Linked DNA regions of Gossypium hirsutum: region 1 is linked to region 2. The links are chromatin contacts, called in public Hi-C maps. All regions are on one chromosome and are shown on one strand. The core of a region is the stretch at or near the end of the contact, and the rest is flanking DNA. Distances in the headings are between cores, read along the strand shown.

The links. A called contact is a pair of places that touch in the nucleus more often than the background predicts.
Region 1: a contact with region 2 is called in a Hi-C map of leaf, with 2.9 times the contacts expected there. The contact joins the promoter of LOC107957118 here to the promoter of LOC107957115 in region 2. A contact is called at or near these places in 4 of 34 Hi-C or Micro-C datasets (hypocotyl and leaf).

The regions. Positions count from the first base shown.
Region 1 is chrA05:95,537,771-95,544,026 of Gossypium_hirsutum_v2.1, forward strand. It overlaps LOC107957118 (immediate early response 3-interacting protein 1), which reads left to right and starts at 4,216. Exons shown (of 3, transcript XM_016892559.2): 1 at 4,216-4,369; 2 at 4,977-5,224; 3 at 5,932-6,256. The coding sequence starts at 4,980. The coding sequence ends at 5,213.
Region 2 is chrA05:95,314,411-95,320,020 of Gossypium_hirsutum_v2.1, forward strand. It overlaps LOC107957115, which reads left to right and starts at 2,416. Exons shown (of 5, transcript XM_016892557.2): 1 at 2,416-3,051; 2 at 3,195-3,341; 3 at 3,573-4,026; 4 at 4,122-4,331; 5 at 4,590-4,909. The coding sequence starts at 3,272. The coding sequence ends at 4,782. It overlaps LOC107957114 (adenylosuccinate lyase), which reads left to right. Exons shown (of 10, transcript XM_041114159.1): 5 at 1-54; 6 at 211-327; 7 at 424-567; 8 at 681-782; 9 at 1,403-1,471; 10 at 1,605-2,085. The coding sequence ends at 1,904.

The sequences.
Region 1 (6,256 bases), core at 2,966-5,465, 230 kb after region 2:
AAAATGTTTTCCTTCCTTTTTATCACTTAATACCTAATATTAATATATTAATATTATAATTTTATCATGAAAATATCAAAGGTTTGGTCCCCAAACCGTCCACTAACCATTGACATGGCATAATTACCATTTTAGTCCACCTATTTCTCTTTTATGGCCATTGAATATATTTAACTAATAAGATTTAACTATTGTTACTTTTACGATTTAATCCTTTTTACTTAATTAGCTTTTTAAACGTTTAAATTTCCTAAGTAAAGTTTAATATGACTTTACTAAATGTTCTTAAATATTAAATCAATACTATTTATTGACTCTCTTGTCAAAAATTGTGATCCCAAAACCATCCTTTCCGACACCACTGAAATCAGGCTGTTACAAGAAGAATATAAGTTGAGATGAAGCTGGATGAAGTTATAGCCCCGAAAGAGGATCATCAATACGTGTAAGAGGACATTCAAAATTCACCGTGGATATATCTGCCACGTGTTGTCTAAGATGAACGTGTAGGAGTCATCTATGCCACTTTATTTGCAAAATCTTCTATTGATCTTAGGGAGTTATATATATATATTATAAATCCCTTATATCTGAATTTTCAAGTGTTATTCAGAAGTATTAATTTATGGATTCTCACCAAGTTCATTTGAATTTATGAGTGGATTTTATTGTGTATACAGGATCAGGCTGAGATAGAAGTCTGTGGATATAAAAGGGCACCCTTTGAGGCTATGCCTCAAGGTTAGAATAAGTGTAGTTAAGTAGAATTCATGTTTGGGATTTATATGATTTACATATCCAGTAAAGCGAAATTATTGTGTAATGGTTTGGTTCTACTTGCTTGGTTATTCACGTAAATAAGATGTGTTTTAAACCTTGTTTATAGAGTGTGTTTGATAGCTAATTATTAGAAAATAAAGTTGTATAAGAGGTAATTTTTTTTTATAAATTAACTAAGATTGAATCTTAGACAAATAGTTAACTAGTTCGGCATGATCGTAACATTCAATACCTAGACCAGGCAAGGGGATCAGGCAAAGGGTGTTACACACACCCTCGGCAGACCAACCATGACAGCCACTAGGCAAGGCCTGGTGTGATTACACCAATCACCATCAAACACCACCATTAACGGCACATCAAGGAGGATTTCAAGGAACCGTTGAAAACTAGCTAACATACTAGACGGAGGTAGCTTGAGTTATTTTGCCGAAAGGAAAGGCAAACAGATAGTAGAAGGGAAAAGAAAAGAGCAAAAGAGCAAAAGAGCGAAGGAAAAAAGAGGTTGGTGGACAGTCAAAAGGTCGTCACCGACGATTGAAACCAATCGACAAAGGCTCCCCGATATTACAACATGAGAGAAAATTTAGAAGGGTAATTTTGACCGTATAATAGGGGTGAATTAGCAGAAAATGCTATTTTTTATAATATTTATCGGATGAGGTTGTTTTTTTTAAATATTTTGAAAGTATGCCACTTTTTGAAATCGCGCTGAGCTGGACACGTTTTCAATGAACATTGCAAGAAAATGCTTCCAGTTGAACGTATTTTCCCCAATGACTACCCCACAATGATCGAATTCCAACGGTTACCCCACAACAATTGAATTCCAACGACTACTCACCCCCAACGAGAAAAAAAAACCTATTTAAAAACCCTCAATTCTATTTTTTTTAATTCTCTCAATTTTTATTAAAATTGTCTTAAGGCTTTTTTTATTTAATTTTGTATTATGAAATTTAATTGTTTTTTAAAATTCTTAATGGCCAATTCTCTTATTTGTTTGGATGGCAAACACATTTCGGCATTCAAATTGCAAATGGTAAGAAAATATTTATATGCTTTTTAAATCTAATTTAATTTCATTATTAAGTTGTTATATTGAAATTTAAAATTTTGTATTTTTTTATAATTAGATGGAAGACCTAATTTTGGGGACATATTCGCAATCTATTATCCACTCCTCCAACGGCTTTAATTGAACCATATTTAAGAGATGCGAGACTCTTTCATATGGCTCGTATGCTTGGGGATGTAAATTGGACCCCATACCTCCATCATTCCTCATTGTACTCAAACACATAAGTGTTCCCCCGCAAGGCTGGATATTCGCTAGTCACGATTTGCAATAGAGTGTCATACTGGAGGAAAAACATGATATCATGTGTCTTCTTTTCATCATTATACATAGCAACCCTCTAGTACCTCCTTACACCATTCTAGATACAAATCTTGTGTATCAAGGAATGAGTATTTATACCCATGCACATGCATGAATTTTGTTTCTGATTTATTGCCTATAACCATGCATGCATCGACTCTTTAAACACGTCTCTTTTGATGCAAGTCATGATCAAGGGTCAAAGCCACTTACCTAGATATATAGTAGCTAAACTTAAATGAAATAATGTAAATAACAGACTCAAGGTATAAAGGAACTCACCAGAAATATTCACTTAGAACTTTCCTACTCAATGGGTTCTTTCCTTTTAGCACCAGGACTTTCTCCCCTATCTTTGGCTAAAATAATCAAATGACTTCTTTTAAATATAAGAATAACTAAAACTTAATGAAATAACATGAATCAATGAACGTACAAATAATTTAGGGATGGAACTTTCCTTCCTATGTAGTATTCAAATGAAAGCCCTGCTGAATAGCTCTTACAACAACTCCTTTCTATCTAGTAAACTTAAAGAAGAATTTAAGAACTTACCAACAGACAGCTTAAGGAAAGAAGCTTCTATAAGCTTGACACAGAAGCATTGTGAGTGTGATAAAAGCATAGAAAGGGATAAAAGCAAAGAGAGTGTTAAGTATTTATAGTGAAATAAAAATATGAGGAATTGAGAAAAATCTCACTCATATTGGCACAAAAACTCATAAGTGCAACAAATACATAGACAACAAATCACCATCCATAAGCAACATACCCGGAACATCATCCATGATACAATTAACATCTTATAAGCAAATATTACTTTGTTATTTCTTGACATATTAGCCTTGTACAATGTGATCTTTTCTTTTGAACGAGTTACCTTTAATTGCATTCTTTGCATTTCTTTTATATTGAGTTCATTGTTCTTAAATCCTAATCTCCCATTCTCTGTCAACAACATCTTATTTTGCAAAATTATTTTATCAATTATGCATCCCTGTTCTTCTCCCATTGAATTCATATTGTTACCGTTCAATTTAACCCATTGGAAAAAATCACAACCCTCAGTTTTCCTTTCTCACATAGAACAAAAAAAAAATAGAGCATATATGTGTAACTAAGGTAAAATTTACATATTTCCAACTTGAAACAAAATAATTCAAATTTATTTCCAAAACATGTTAAAACACTAAACCCTAAATTACACAAAATATTCAACCAAAATCACAAAGCCTTTTGTTTTTTTGCACACACAACAATGGTAGTACACAACCAATGCACAAACCCTAATTTCCTTCAACCCAACAATTAAAATTCAAACTTTTACATTTTTGAACTTCGCACACCTAAATAATTTTCTCCCTTTGTTCCGTGGAGTATTCACGTTGCAAACAGGAGCTCTTAACCCACAATGATAGTACACAACCTCATTTGACCACTTGATTTTTTTGTTGGTTGGTGAAGCCATTTTTCCTTATTTTCTTCTTCGACTCTAGTTATGGGAATTGGGCGTGTTATCAGGATAAACCCTAAAAGAATATTAACAAAAATATTAGAAAATGATGAATAGGTAGAAAAAAATAAAAAGATTAGAATGTTAAATAATCGGGTGAAATGATTTAAGGTAATTTTTATTATAATTAATGGAAAAAAGTATTCAATTTTTATTTTCCAAGCAAAAAAAAAGAAGACCCAATCACTGCCAAATAGGACTCCACTTGACGCCTAACGATTAACCAGTTGCCACATTATAAAAAAACGAACGAATTACATTTGAGTTCTAATTTAGTTGACAAAAAAAAAGTTTGAGTACTAACCTAGGAAAAAAAATCTTAAGTATCAATTTGGGAGAAGTGGACAAGTACCGATTTTTTATTTAAGCCTTTTTGTATTAATGAATTACTTATATAATTTATTATTTTCAATTTTCTTTAATATTATTTTAGTGCCATTAAATACAGGTTAATATATCGGTACATAAAAAAGAAACCATACATTTGGGCTTTGGGTAGTAGGGGGAAATTACATTTGGGTGTTTGGTCTTAAAAGTACTACCCTTTTGTGCCTTGATGGATCCGAACCGACCCATTTCAAACCGGATTTATTTACGGGTCCTTTTCCATTTCTAAATGTCGAATCTATTTACAGTTGCAAGGAAGGAACCTACTCTCTCAATCTGCAGCACCCATATCTTCACTTCTTTTGCATGTAACCTTTAATTCTTTATTTATTTTCTCAATGTTCCCTTTAATCTCTTTCATTCTGATGCTTTGTATTGTTCAATGTTTAAACATGGTCTTTTTATTTAGAAATCATGATCTGCTTTTTGTTTCCCTTCAAATTCCATAGATTTTAAGTTGTTTATTATGTTTTTGTTTTCTATATATAGATAAGAACCCATGGATCTAGTCCCTCTAAATCCAACAAAGTATTTATTTTTCGAATGGGTTTTAATTTTTAGTCAACATCGGAATCCCTTTGATCTGCTTTTCTGAGTTTACCCTCTTTTCCATAGCTTGCTTATGGAATATGGGGTTTTACTAAATCACCTTATTGGTGTTCTAGAAATCAAAATGAACTCAATTATCGTTGATGTTATGTTTGCATTTAGAAGTTTATTCTAGCTGAAACTGAAGATGCTGTAATGGGTTTTTTAGTTACTTATGCCTGCTGCGTGTTTAAGAATCTTTATGTTATTTCTGTTTTGTTTTCCGGATTCATAATTGATGGATTTTTCTTTATCTTCATGGCTACGCTTTTGTGTGAAATGTTTTAGAAGTTGGTTGAAGATTAATAGAAACCCTTTAATATGCAGAAAATGGGCTTGTGGACGTTATTAGAAGGATTTTTGCTTCTTGCAAATGCTTTGGCAATATTAAATGAGGATCGTTTTCTTGCTCCCAGAGGATGGAGTTTCTCGGATTTCTCTGCAGGGCGTACAAAGTCATTTAAAGGGCAACTTATTGGTCTCATTTACGCCACTCAATACATGAGAGTTCCTCTCATACTACTTAATGCAATCTGCATTTTTGTTAAGCTAGTTTCTGGTTGATGCTGCGCTAGGTAAGATGTTTATGTCTATGGCTGATGATTGGTTGAATTTGTATTAGGTTCTCAAACAGATGCCCCTTGTTTTTTTTTTTTGCATTCAAGAACTTGTTTATTAGTTGTGATGACCATTTTAGTCGGTTTTGTTTTCTGATTTCTACAAATTACATGGATTTAAAATGGTGTGATGAATAGGTGTCTGAAACTTAAGCTGAATGATTATTAGTTATTTCTAAACCTATTAATTGGTTGAATATATTGTGAAAAGGGAAACTCTTAGTCTTAGATTAATTTTTCTGATTACCATTGTTGAATTACACACCCGAAACTTATGAAGTTTGAATAAGATCTTTTTAAGACTGCAAGTTCTATAATGTATTACTTGACCAAAACGTTGACTAGGCCAGAGCAGGAATGGCGGAAGCTGCCTTTCAAACCTTTTTCCAGGTCTGATAAATTTCTGTTAATTTTACCAGGACATGTAAATTAAGTAAATAAATTGATTGTTTGAATTGGCTATCCATCACAGAGAAAAGAGGATAACTACATTTGTATCTTCATGCTTTTCTGTTGCTTCCTATTTGGTTATTTGAGAATTATTGTTCTCTTCCCTTTTCAATCTTAAGCATGCCACAGATTTCACCTTTGTGATTCCTGATATTCTTAAGCATGCGCGTCTCCTGATATTCTTAGAATGTGATTCCTTATCTGTTAATTATTAGCAGAACGCATGAAGTCGAATATGGAGCATAGGAATTTGCCGAAGGTTGTGTAAGACGGAAGCAGTCAGTTCAAAAATTAGGTGATGTATCTGTTTTACACTTAAGTTTGTATCCCACCTCCTTTTAAAATTGAATTTGAGGTTTCATGATGGGATTTTATCGAACCTGGAAATGTGATAACTTGATAGCTCTAGCATTTGTATAATTTGGAGACTTTACGCTGTCATTTTGAAATATACAGTTTATTGTGCCTGGAATTTCTATTAATTGCTGCTGTATGAACATGATATTTGAAAATGGAGTTCAAGTTTGGGGGTGGGGTGGT
Region 2 (5,610 bases), core at 1,166-3,665:
GCAGAACAGTTTGTGACTTCTCTTGGATTAAAGTTTAACCCCTATGTTACTCAGGTATTTTCCATGCTCTTCTTCCTCTTATACTGTAAAAATATATATCTCAGTTGATGTATTGACACTTCTAGTTAGCTTCATATGGGTATGATATGTAACGAGTTTATGTGCTTGACCTGGAATAAAGTTTTTTTTTTTTTTTTTGCTTGTCTGCAGATTGAGACCCACGATTATATGGCAAAACTTTATTATGCAATTATCCGGTTTAATAATATATTGATTGACTTTGACAGAGATATATGGGGCTACATATCTGTAGGATACTTTAAGCAGGTGACTGTTTTGATGCAGCATGTTGACTTTAATTTATTATTATTGTTATTATTATTTTCCCAACCAATGTCTTTTCGTGGTCAAAATTTGGAGCAGATAACCAAGGCAGGTGAGATTGGTTCATCAACAATGCCTCATAAAGTAAACCCTATTGATTTTGAAAACAGTGAAGGTAATCTTGGTAAGGCTAATGAAGACCTAACTTACCTGAGCATGAAGTTGCCTATTTCCCGTTGGCAGGTACAATATTTTTATTTTAGGATAGCCGCTTAATTTTATGTTTGTGAAGTTTGTTCATAACTAATGTAACTCCATTTGAACAAAATAAATCTTCTTATGTGTTGAATTTGCAGCGAGATTTAACTGATTCGACAGTCTTGAGGAACATGGGGGGAGGACTTGGTCATTCCCTTCTTGCTTACAAAAGTGCGCTGCAAGGAATAGGAAAGCTCCAGGTATGTTGCATAACATGAAGGTTCTGATCTCCTTTAAGTGTATTTTAGTGCCAAAGGTTCTTGTTAATTAAGTCCTGTATTTGGTTATTAGTTTGTGAAAGGTCTAATTATGCCCTTGCCCCTGTACTCCTTGGACTTCGATATTTAGTCCCTCTGCTTTTAGTTCTTAGGGTTTAAAATCCGAGGGATAACGCTGTTAATTGACTTATGTTAAATTTGAGTATCAATTGGACTTAACTTATTTAAAAGTTTGAATGTTCAAATGTCACATTTTCAAATTTAACGATAATCCATTGATTTTGTTATCTGTTGGATTTTAATTTTCAAATTTGACAAATGAGGGACTAAATTCCTGGAAATAAAAGCTAAAGTATTAAATTTTAAAAAGTCTAAAAAGAGTACAAGGACTTGGGGCATTTTTAAATCTTTGTGAAAATTTTGACTTCATGATACATCTATGACTTGTGGTAAGGCACGTTAGTTTATTTTCTTCAACTAGTGATAGTTAGCCGCTTGATATCACCTGTGATGCAAAAGCCCTTGCTAATCCTTCTCTAAATTGTAGTTTTGGGTGCTTTACTGCATACTACCATCTCTCTTAAGCTCCCTTTTGATTCCAGGTCAATGAAGCTCGGTTAAGCGAAGACTTGAACCAGGCATGGGAGGTACTTGCGGAGCCAATTCAGACTGTATGTATCTTCTGATCTACATTTATTGAATGCCCTTTTCTGTTTCAATTTTTTTGTAAGCGCAAAGTAATAGAGGCTAGATGGATAGTATTTTGATTCATCTTTTTGTTTCTCTTTTTAACTTGATCTGTAGGTCATGCGTAGATATGGTGTTCCAGAGCCTTACGAGAAGCTGAAGGAGCTTACTAGGGGGAGAGCAGTTACCAAAGAAAGTATAAGGGAATTTATTGAAGGCTTGGAATTACCCGAAGAAGCTAAGACTCATCTTTTGAAGTTAACGCCACATTCCTACGTGGGTGCAGCCGTTGAATTAGCCAAGACTGTGGATTCAGCTGTGAACGTGATAAACGGTTCTGAGGTTTTGGAAAACATGTCGTTGAAAGAATTAGCCAAGAAACTTAGTCATATTGTTGCACCATATGAGACTGGTTAAGTATTAAGATGATAAATGTGGTAGCTATTCTTTGAAAAAAACAAATTCAGAGAGGGTACAAGGTGAGACAAATCCCTACTGGTGGAAGTGATTATCATGTCATGTTCATATGGTGTCATGAACTCTGAGCTGAGATTTTGTAAGCAATCTTAATAATGAAAATTAACTTGAATTGCTGTCACGTTCTCCACTAACTGATGAAGACTTTGTATTGAATGCGACATATGAGACATAACACATGTCAACATAATAATAGCAAAAATAAGCATGAATATGATGATATGAACCAGTCTGTACAGAGATTTTCACCAGGTGTACCTATAGAGTTTCTTGTACACTTTATCACGGCAGAATCTTTTGACTAGCAAAAACATCATCATCAAATATATTCTTTTTTAACAACATAATTGGTGGAGCATACACTACAAAAATACATTGCATGATTGAGATGGTGGAGCCCAAGAATTATCATACCAACTATATTTAATCAAATTCTCTGCTTTTAAACAAAATTGCAAGTAAAACCCTGGAATAATCTCCTTGTTGTCAAAACTACCCCCGATTTTAAAGTAAAAACACTACGCAATCTGTCATGTTTAAAGTCATCGTCGTCCTTGGAAAGAAGCCGTTAACAATGATCCACACAGTACAAAGAAGGAAGCTTCTCTACGAAAGAGATACAGTCGTTTTTGTTGTCAGGTTTTCATTTTCTTATCCTCTACAGGTAAAAGCCTTCGAAAGCCTCTCTCAGGTTCTCTCTCTTCTCTTGTCTCTTTGCCTTTCCTTGTATTGTTTAACTTTAAGATAATGAGGAACAAAAATAAACCCAGTTTTTGCATTATTAATTGCATCAGAATTCAATTCTGTTTTGTTATTAACTCATGGTAATTTGGGTATGAAGTTATTTCTTTTTCTTAATTGTTGTTTTTATTTTATTTTTTACCAAATTGCTACTGTGAAGCAATGAGTTGATCAGCAAATTTTGGACTTTAATGATTATTAGTATTATATCTAGAAAGTCAAATGGTTATGGACCCTTTCCTTCCTTAGAAAGATATTCTTGATAAAAATGGAAACTTGATTCCTTGTCAAGAGGGCAATGAAGTTTGAGTGCTAGCTCAGACCATGGTAGATCATGAAGCTGCTTGTAAGTTGCAGCTGTAAAGTTGGGATTTTTTGTCTTGATTTATCATATCAGTGATTGCCACCATATGGTTAAAGGGGTTTGTTTTGGGGCGGGGGGGGGGGGTGGAATCTTCTATATCAGTTGATTGTTATTTGTCGTTTCAGGTGACCCTTCAATGATTTTGAAGGGATCTGGGCAGAATTTTGCAGCCCTGATATGAATCTGGCTTGACTGAATCACAATGTCAGCTTATGGCCATCAAATGGAACGGGAGTTCTCCTCTCAGAGTCTCTTGAGTAGGGAAGATACTGGTAAGGCACTTCTTTATTAGATCCCAACAGTTCTTTCAATTCCAATACCCTTTTCTCAGAGGCTTTTAACCATTCATTTGGCATGACTGGATTGTTAATTAATCCAAATATTTTGTATGCAACATTGTTTTAATGGGTTGACTGCTTAACTCATTTCGTTTTTATGGTTCCTACTGCTAAACCTTCCGATGTTCGATATAAATACGTATTAATCTCGGTCGTTCTTGACAGAGAGTGGAAGCCAATATGTGTTGGAGTCGGGATTCTACATGAAATCTTTTGCTGCAACAATCTTCATTGCTGGTCTTCTAATTGTTGGTGTTCTTTCAGTAACTTTACTTGTAACATTAGCAGTAATGTTGCGATCCTGTGAAAGTAGGAGCAAGGGAGTGGTGGAGATTGAGAAAGCAAGTGATAGCTACCATTATTGCAAGGCTTTTGCTTTACATGGGGAACTCAACAGCTTGGAAGAACCCGAGATTCCTCCAGTCTGCTGGAATCTAGCCATTCATTATATCGAAGGGGGAGAATACGAACGAGACTTAAATTTCATGATTTCGATGATTGAGAGCTTCTTCGATACTATTTCACCATCGGACAATCATTTGGATGCTGTGTTAATAGACATAGATGACATCCTTGCTTCAAATCATACATACACCTATCAATCAATGCACCAGCAACAGTAATTCCGCTTATTTTTTTCTATGTTACTTGGGACTTTGTCATTTTCCTGTTAATAAATTACTTAAACCAGATTAAACTCATGTTTTGGCTCAGGTTCAACCAATATGGCTCTAACAAACCAAGTGGTTCCATCGAAGATGCAGCCAATCTGAAGCACTGGCGAATACTGGAATTGTATGTGAAGCTTAAGTCAAGAGGATGGTCTTTGATTCTATTATCAAGGAAGCCTGAGAGACAGCGAAATGTTACTGCTGAACAGCTCAAGGCTGTGGGATTTAATGGTTGGTCTTCTTTGATTATGAGGTAATGTTGGTACTTGCACTTTTTCTTTTTCAAAATTTTGGTCTTATGTGCATAAGTAGTTGCATGATAACCATCTCGAGTCATAGAGAAAGTTTTTCTTTTCTACTGCGTTGTTTCTTGCAAGATTTTTCGGGGACAAAAGAGGCTGCTGCTTGGAGATATGGAAAAAGGGTTATAGAAGTTGAGATTCGAATACTAAACCACGTGATGTCACTTCTTAAAAGTGATTGAGCTAAGCTTTTCAGGAAAATAATGCAGGTCAGATAGCGAAATGGAAACGGAAACATGGGAATACTTTAGTAGACGAAGAACAGCAATGAAAGAAGGAGGCACTCAAATAATCAGTGTCATTAGCAGCCAATTGGATGCTTTAACGGGCTCATCTTTGGGAAAACGTGTTTTTAAGCTTCCAAAACCTCTGCGTTACAATACTCAAACCCCAACACTTTGACGTTAGATCTGGCGTATTTTTTTATTTTTTTTTCTGCTTACAGTTTCTGGAAATTTTCAATTAAACAACATGGACGATTGGAGATTTTCGGGATACTTGTATCTACTTCGCCGAATCTTCTTTTTCAGACATTGGAAATTTTCCAACTTTTCAAAATAACAGACAGAACCATGCATCAACTAAAACAATATCCATTTTTATGAAGCCCAACCATGCAAAGCCTTCCTTTTTAAGCAGAGACACTCACCAAGTTTGTCTTGAATATATAAAAATTGAAGTATTATATTACAAATTTTATAGAGACCACTTCACCAAGAAGTGTTAGATGTGAGCATATTTTTTTTTTCTATGTTTATCATGTATTTGAAAGATGATATCCTTTATATCTATATTTGAGAATGTGTTTAAAATATCCAGCCACTCTGTGTTTTCTCTTCCAACTTTTGTTTCAACCATTAACATTATCATGGCAAGTAAGATAAGAAATGGTCCATTGTTGAAAACAAGCAAAGCTGAAATGATAAACAAAAGAAACACTAACAAAAAGGACAAAATCAAATTCTCTTTGGAAAGTCTCATTAACAAGAACTTACACTCAAATATCATTACCACTTTTAAGTTTCTAAAAAATATTTAATCCTACTTTCTTTACCAAAGAAAACCCAGAAAGAGCTTAGAAATCAACCCCACCAAATAAGCTAAGTTCTACAATAAAACTTTCCCAGAAAATACACAGGAATCTTTTAACAGTTCAACTGTTAATCACAACCCACATTAACAGAAAATAAAAACAAAAAATCACCAAAGGAATAACCATAGCAAGGCAAA